Regions from separate parts of the Hordeum vulgare genome. Here region 1 is linked to region 2. A link is a contact called in public HiChIP or PLAC-seq data. All regions are on one chromosome and are shown on one strand. The core of a region is the stretch at or near the end of the contact, and the rest is flanking DNA. Distances in the headings are between cores, read along the strand shown.

Region 1 (4,373 bases), core at 642-3,141, 180 kb before region 2:
TAGGGCAGGGATTCTACCTATCACAAAAATTACAAGGTTTTTTTTAATAAAAATATCGTGGTGGGTTTTCCGACGGAAGCAATAACCGCTTTATTATTAGGTAGGTATAGATATAGATAGTGACAGAGGAATAGACTACAGTATTTTTTCTTCAACTACAAGTATTTAGATACAAAGAGAATAATTGAGACACGTATTAGCAAAAAAGAAAAACACCGAAATCCAGTGGGGCCAGTTCACGTCATTGCATCTTGCGGCAGCTGCTTTGTTCGATGCCACTCTCATTTGCATGTAACATTGGAGGAGGCAAATTAAACAACGAATACGATGTTCTTGTTCGGGAACCCCTGGAAGGTAGCTGCTGCTTCGGCACGAAGGCGAGAAACGGGGCACCCAAATGCCAAATAGACCAAACAAAGACATGCCAGTATTTTCTTGCAGTCCAAGATTATTTTTTACCGTAACCGTTTGGCATGGGCGCTGTCCGTCCAGCTGTGGACGTCCCTCGTCAAGTCCGGCGCTTTTCGTCCGGCTCGAGAGCGAAGCAACCGTCGCCGGAAGCGTGGACGGCCGGCCGGCCGGCGGGATCGGCCCGTTTCTTCTTGGGCGGGCGTGGCTTCCGCACGAGAGGAGCATCTTTCTCGTAGCCGGCCGCGAGAGACCTTTGAAAACTGAAAACAAAATATGCTGCTGTCGAGCAAGGCAGGGGCACGCCGTTCGAGCACACAGCGGCCACTTCTCGCTTTGCCACTCAATATCTGTTGCCTCTTTTTTCATTTTCGTGTATCTCCCCTTCGTTTATCATCACTAGTAGAAGATAATCCATGCGTACTGTGCGTGGGAGACTTTTCAAACCTGCATGTACGGGGAAAACAACAGTTGAGCATCCAACAAAAAGATCGAGGTGCACTGTGCGCGCCGTCCAAATCAGCACCGGGTCAGCAGTAAACGAGCGTGCGGCTACGCGTAACCATCCTCCGGATGATGCCATGCCATGCTTGTTGTCTCAACGTAATAACTGATGGGGAAATACACGGCTTCCCGGGAATCCCGTCCAAGAATCGCCTGGATCGCATGCCACACGTCACGTCCGCAGGGAAGAGAGAGAGAAGATGCCCTGCCCTGCCCTGCCCTGCACGGTCGCACTTGCGTCTCGGGAACACGATGCGGTGCGTGCATGCGAGCCGTGCGTCCGATGAATTGTCCGTCCCGGTTCGGGTCGGTGGGCGCGGACGCACGCCAGGAAGATGGATGACCTGCACTTTAATCTGTTTGTTTGTGCATCATAAAGTTCTTTCTGAAGCCGGTAGCAGCAAACCAAAACAGAAACATGGCCGGATGCCTCCCGGTGATCCCTGGTTCTACGTTATCCTTCCTTGGTGAGGGAACTACGATGAGCTGGATGGATGCCAATCATATCCGGATCCTTTTTAGCAACCACGTCGTCCACGCATAAAAAGAAAATGGCTTTCCCCCACCAAGAAAGCCGGCCGGCTTTATGAACTAGCCTTCGTAGCAGTAGTACAACAAACTGCTTGACCGGAAGCAAAACAAGGAACGGGAACCGCGAATACATCCATACGCGCCAGACGCCACGCGTTTAGACATTATTATCACGGTAGATAGATTTCGTGAATCTGTGGTTGGATTTGGATGGTTACAGAATTTTTTTTGGTATTTTCAGTAAGCCTTGTGTTAAGAAACAATAAATATATTTCAAGAAAAGAAATCCTTGGCAAAACTAATATACCACTAGTAGTATAGTAGTGATAGTCTCCTTTTTGTGAGGTATGGAGAAACAGTGATGCTTGGAAGCATATTCGTTGGATGCCCATCCCATCCCATCCCAAGTCTCAAGAGGAAGAGGAAGAGGAACATTGTGCGTGGCGCACGAGGCCTGCTGCCGGCTGCGCGGACAAAATCGCCACCCAAACGGCTATAATTAGGAGGCTCGGCACCCCCCAGACTCCTCCACCCCCCACCACCACGTTTAACTTCACTCCGTCGCGCACCGCGAGTAAATTATCCCCAACACCAGCACACCACGGCCCGACCGAGACCCCCGTAACGGGAAGGGACCCCGAGGCCCAGAGCCACGCACCACCCAACCACCGGGGCGGAGCCGGAGCCGGAGCCACCCCCGCGCGCAGCGGCGCCACCTCCCCGCCGGCGATCGCCCGGGAGATTCCGGCCGCCGAAGCGCGCGCGCCGCGCCTCTCTCCGTCGGCTCGCGCGCCATTGGAGGAGGCCCCGCCCCCGCCCCGCGCGCGGCCGCCTTGGAGGGGAATTGCTTCTTACCCCCCGCCCCCTCGCCTGCTCTGGCGGCGGGCTCCTCCTCGCCGCCGAGATGCCCGAGGCCAGCCGCTACACCCACAAGAAGGACGACGGCATCTGCAGCAGCGTCTGCGGCGAGGTAAGCCATTCCCCCTCCCCTCCCCTCCCCTGCCCAGATCTGCCATGTTCGCCGCCGGGGGTTGATTCCCTGGCCCCAGAGATGCGTGCTTCCCTTATCGGGATGCCTGGAGCATTAGGTCCGCGCAGCATGCTCGCCGTCTCGCGCCTCGATTCGGTCCTCGTGCCGTCGTCGATGCGTGCTGCTGCTGCTGCTGCTATATTTGTTTTTTTTCCAAGCTCCGGTTTTCTGCTGGGATGATGCCGGTCGGAATTTGGTTGGGATTGGGAGGAACAGAGGAGGGAGGCCGTGTGCTCTTCCATGCTTTTGCTTCGGATGATGGGGGGATATTGTTACTTTGTTAGGTGGAGCTACGGAGTTCCGATTCTTCACGCCTTTTCGGAGGTAGAATCTGTCGACGTGTCGGAACTGCGTGTTTTTGGGCTGCGTGGTTTTTGGAGTAGTGATATTTCTCGCGATGAGCACGGGGCTTCTCTGCTTCTTGCTTCGTTCGCGAGCACATGTGCTGTGAAACCTTCGTTGCTCTGCAAAATTGCAGGTTTGCGGTGGACCGTTGGACCCCTGTTTGGTTAGGAAAAGGGGCAGCTTTTGGTTAGTTACCAGTACCGGTATGTCTGTGGCTAGCGTTCTTGCTGACAAAGCTGGCTTCGTACGATTATGGCTTGCACATTTTGATTTCCCAGCGCTCTAGGTTCAGCTGTTGCTGTCTTGCATAATCCTGCCAACCTCGCCCTTCATTATTTGTGACTGAATGTTGTCATTATCCTCTTGGATTTGTGCTTGTAGCTCTGGCACCAGTTCTTCATCGGTTCGTTACTAGTACAGCAGTAGTTTACTAGTTTTACCTTTTCATGCAACCTTTTATGGTGTAGCATAACTTGTTGTGAAAAGAGAATGTTCGGCAATTGCTTTGGGATGTTATATCCTTTTGGCAAGCAGGCTTCGGTTATTGCCGTGTAGGCATGTGTTTGTTCCTGCTTTAGGGATAGATGGACTTTACAGAGTATACATGTATGTGGCTGAATTTTTAAATAGTTGCCTGGAGCAGTTGGTGTATTTCCTTCATGATGAATTTACTTGTGTCTATTCTTTGCTTTCTTGCCTTCTTATCTAACTTATGAATTCATTCATTCACTTGCAGCCCACCTCAAAGGCAGTTATGGCCATGTCAAGGCTCAAGTGTGCGCTTCGGGGGTTTGATATCAGGGCACTTCTGGCTCTCTTCATTGGTGTGCCGCTGGTAATGTTAATAATATATAAGCATGGCCAGAAGGTCACATACTTCCTCCGGCCAATCTGGGAATCTCCGCCCGAGCCCTTCAAGATAATCCCTCACTACTACAATGAGAATGTCACCATGGAGAACCTCTGCAAGTTACATGGGTGGAAAGTCAGGGAGACCCCACGCCGTGTTTTCGATGCTGTGCTCTTCAGTAATGAGCTTGATATCCTTGAACTTCGTTGGAATGAACTCAGCCCCTATGTGTCAGAGTTCGTCCTGCTTGAGTCCAACTCAACTTTCACTGGCGTGATAAAGCCACTCTTCTTCAAGGAAAACCGCCATCGATTTAGATTTGCTGAATCGCGGCTGACCTATGGCACATATGGGGGAAGATTCATGAAGGGCGAAAATCCATTTGTTGAGGAGTCGTATCAGAGGGTTGCCCTGGACCAGCTTCTTAGGATTGCAAGAATTGAAGATGACGACATATTGATCATGTCAGATGTTGATGAAATCCCAAGTGGCCACACCATCAATCTCTTGAGATGGTGCGACGACACGCCTAAGATAGTCCATCTTCAGCTCAGGAATTATCTGTACTCATTTGAGTTTTTTCTGGATGACAAGAGTTGGAGGGCGTCAATTCACAGGTACGTATCTGGGAAGACAAGATATGCGCATTTTCGGCAGACAGATGTGCTTCTTGCCGATTCAGGGTGGCACTGCAGTTTTTGTTTC
Region 2 (4,141 bases), core at 157-2,656:
TAGCAGCGAGTAATTTGGTTTTCATAGACCCAGCGGACAGTACAGGCGTAGGGATACGTACGTAGTGAACGAAATATTCAGTTTTACGACGGTGTATGGCGTGGACTGTGGAGGCCTTGGTCTTCGGCAGGAGTTAAACCAAGTGTCATGTCACCGTTCAATTAAATGCATGTATCTTTTCTGCAGATGATTATAAATACATGTACCGGCAGCAGGCATCCCATGTCCTTGTTACATTGATCAGACTCGAAAGCTCCCCCCAGAAGAAACACACTGTCACTCAGTACACAAAAGTCGAGCTTAGTTTTAGGGACGCAATGCAGACTAGCAAAACGGAAATGGGCACGGATCGAGCCCACCATACACACAAAGTCGTCGCTTGCTTCTTACTCCCCGCCCACCAGACAAAAATGGGCTGGGCCTTGACGCACGGATAACTGTTGGATCCATCCTGGATGGGACCGCCTAAACAAACAATGTCGTTTCTCAAAAAAAACAAAAACACAAACAATGGTGTAAATTGTCTAAGAAAACAATGGCGTAAAAGAAAGAAGAGTACTCCACACAGAGCCTTTTTTTACTTGGGCAGCAAGGACTCGACAGGATTCAGGGTGGCATGCCAGTCACCTCTGTCCTCACCCCACCCCCTCTCCCACTGTGCATGTGTACGCGTGGTTCCACGTTTGGGGGGACACGTCGGGCCTCGGAAGAGGAACCAGGTGGGGCCTTTTACCTTGTTTGCCTTGGAGAGGAAGACATCAGTGGACGCCGCTTTGTTGATGCGACGGCGATGCAATGCAAAGAAACAAGGGCGGGATGCGTGGGTCCCACCGGGTGCACATAGATAGGCTGGTCCTTGGGGCGGCCTACTGGCCGTGCATGCCTGATGGCATGCCTGATACTAGCATGCCTGATAGTGTCCATGTTTGGGAAATCTATTGGGAAGTTTGCCCGATCCAAAAAGGCGATCTTGTACAGTTTGACCAAGAGAAGATGAAAAATGGAGGAGAGAAAAGATTCACGCATCTGTGCGCATAAATGAACGAAATCTTGACAAGATCCATCCTGAGTTCAGTAAAGCTGTAAATCCCAAGTATACAGTTCCTCCGATCTGCTAGAAAAGACAACACGTCCTGATCCCGTGAAAACAATATAATCCAGTAAAACCCGGAAAGTTCTCCTTTTGTCAGCATTTTACCTCAGCGAGGCCATGTGGACCGATGTAGTACAACTGAACATGATTTCACAAGGAATCGATTTAGGGTTATTTTGCAGCACATCCATCGCAGTAGTACTACACATCAATGGATCATCCAGATATACTACTCTCATTTAGGGTTAGTGCAAAGTGCTGATCGCGAAAAGCATCCAGGAAAAGTTTCCTCTCGCGGGAAAAGAATCTGAGAGCAAGCTGCCAACCATGGCGAGCCGAGTCCACGCCGAGCCTGCGCCCGACCCTAGGGAGGCGCGGAGGCAGAGCAGGGTGGGGTTCGCTTGCTTGTTGCCGTGGGCAAAACATTTTGGTCACAGCCTCCGCCTATTTAAAGGGCGCGCGCACGGCAGGCTCGGACACCCGCCCGGAAGTTTCCCTCCCCACCCCCCTCGGATGCTCGTCCGCTCCCTTCTCCCTCACCACTCCGCCACTCCCGAACCTCCGCAGCGCGGCCGGGCGCCCGCCATGGACGAGTAAGTGACCCGCGCCTGGGCTCCGTCTCTACTATCTGACCAGGTCTCCCTCTCTTTTTCTTGCTCGGGATTTCTTTTTTCATGCTCTGGATTTATTTTTTTGGCTTTATTTCTGCACGCGGTTTGGGGTATCCGGTGTTGCGAGGGGGCTGGGGATTTGATGGGGTGGGGAGGGTTTCGATTTTGATCCGGAGGAGGGGCGTCGCGGTTGATCGGCGACCGGCCGGTGGATTCCGGTGCGTGGTTTTGGAGGAGGAGGCCAGAGGATGCTGATGTTACTCCGGAGCTTGAGCGCGCGGCAGAGGAGACGTCGGTCTGACCGGGCGAATGCGCGCGAGATCGTCGGAGAGCAGACCCGGTTGAACGCCGCCGACGCGATTCCGGCCGGTTTCCTCTCCCGCTCGTTGCTACAGTGACAGTGCTGGAGGTTTTGGGGCTGTCTGTGGTGGGCTGCTGGAGGGGAGGATCCTTCCTTTCGAAGGAAGAAGCAGAGGAGTTCTCTCTCTCTCTCAAAAAAAAAAAGGGAAAAAAGAGACAGAGACAGAGAAGGGTAACGCCGCCGCGCCGCCGTGGTGAATCCGGCGTGGTTGTACTTGTCGTTGCAGCGTCAGTGCAGGTGCTTCGCAGTGTGCTTGAGCTGGTGCTGGCGGAGGAGAAGCCAACCCCTCGAAGGAAGCAGAGAAGGGTTCCGTTCCGTTCCGTTCTGTTCTTGTGGTGCAGAGAGGGAATACAGACTGATCTGATCTCGTGGTGCTCTTCGCTGGCACTTGTCTGTCTCGTGGTGACCGTGCTCTGCTTCATCATATGCCAGAGATCGCTGATTTGCGCTGCTGAATGTGTGGATCGTCCAACTGCTGCTGCTGCTGCTAGTATCTGATGGTGCAGGACTGCAGGCGCGGCGTTCAGGTTCATTACTGATGTCTGAAGCATCGCACCTCGTTGCAAGAAATATTACCGGTGGGTGGATGAGAGAAGAAGTTTATGTATGCCATCTCGAACATGTTCGGTGCTGGGCTTTCCATCTGCCAGTGGAAATGCATATTCAGGACTCCTCTGTTCAGCCTCCAGGTTTACGTTTGCTTGCAGTGGCACCAAAATGACAGCTGCAGGTTTCAGTGTGGCGTGGTGATTTCCAGTGTTTCTCGCTGGAAACTGTGGGTTGCATTCTGCCAATATGAATATCTGATCATGACCGGACATGTTGCCACCAAATGCATGTTGTTTAAGTCACTTTCTGTTCAGATCAATCAGTGGTCATGCTCTGCATCAGGCTTCTCTTTTCTTCAGAAACAGGGGATAAAACAGAGAAACAGGGCATGCTCTGCATCAAGCTGACTGCATACGTTGGAAATAGCAATGCAAGGCAAAATATCTGCAAACAAGTGTTAATCTATCAGATTTTTCAGAATCAGTACATAATTGATTATCTTCAATCCTAGGAACATGACTATTCTTGATTAGTTGGCTTTAAGTCTGCTTACTGCAGTTAATATCCTATGACTGAACCTAGAATTCAGATAGATGTCTCTCTGTGTAAAGATCCTTTCATATTTCTCCATTTAGCTTTAGTTGCTACATTGTGAATCTAAAAAAAGGCAGACAGCTTTTTGTTGAGATGAGTGGGATCTATATCATGTATCATTAATTATTTTTTTATCTGTTAGGCATCAAATGATGCTTCCTAAAATAGATTTATCTCACACATTTCTACTTCAGGCCATTCATTGTTACTGGAAAGATAATTGCTATGATGATAAGAAACGGGGAATTGGTTGCAGAAGCAGGGATGGAGTGCCCAAAATGCGAACATCGCATTGATAATAGTGATGTAAGTAGCATTAATTATTTAATATAACTGTTTCATTTACTTTTATGCATGGTTGTCTGGTAGTATCTTTTCGCCCATTAAAAGCTGGGGCATAAAGTTCAACCTTGATCTTCACAAATGCACTAGGTCCAAACAAAACATCAGATGCAACAGCTGTACTCCATGGATTACTTGATGAAGTACTTCATTCATGCACATACAATTTGTTTTTAAATTGATGGGCTCTTGTCAAAACCTAGATGCATGGTAATGACATGTAGCAAGCAATAGTTTCATTGTATCCGTTATCGCACTTGATAAGCTTGTTCAAACATTATGTTTTAAAGTACACAGATGCTTGATTTGTAACCTCGCCATTATGGCAAATAAAAACCAGAATGGTGGTCCTTCAGTTCATACAACACATTGATGCATGTTCTTGACCCAGGCAAGTAAAAACCTGATGGAACCTGGGATAAAAAATTGTATGTTGTTTCGCATTAGAAGAACTCTGAAAATATGCAGAAGTTTACCAAGCGAAACGAAACAAAACAAAAGCTAATAGTAGCAAAACATATGAAAGCTATCAAAACCGAAAAAAGAAGGCAAAAACAGGGCAAACTGTAATCTTTTACAATTTCTGGATAT

The links. HiChIP or PLAC-seq counts read pairs in DNA pulled down with a chosen protein or histone mark.
Region 1: a contact with region 2 is called in an H3K4me3 HiChIP or PLAC-seq map of embryo, with 5 times the contacts expected there. The contact joins the promoter of LOC123427006 here to the promoter of LOC123427005 in region 2. A contact is called at or near these places in 3 of 6 Hi-C or Micro-C datasets (leaf and seedling) and 1 of 1 datasets of contacts at active chromatin or transcription factors (embryo).

What each region holds. Positions count from the first base shown.
Region 1 is chr2H:527,190,640-527,195,012 of MorexV3_pseudomolecules_assembly, reverse strand. It overlaps LOC123427006 (beta-1,4-mannosyl-glycoprotein 4-beta-N-acetylglucosaminyltransferase-like), which reads left to right and starts at 1,891. Exons shown (of 2, transcript XM_045110935.1): 1 at 1,891-2,413; 2 at 3,555-4,373. The coding sequence starts at 2,348. It overlaps LOC123428599, which reads right to left and starts at 861. Exons shown (of 4, transcript XM_045112821.1): 1 at 856-861; 2 at 460-758. The coding sequence starts at 861.
Region 2 is chr2H:527,012,259-527,016,399 of MorexV3_pseudomolecules_assembly, reverse strand. It overlaps LOC123427005, which reads left to right and starts at 1,406. Exons shown (of 6, transcript XM_045110934.1): 1 at 1,406-1,686; 2 at 3,403-3,514. The coding sequence starts at 1,421.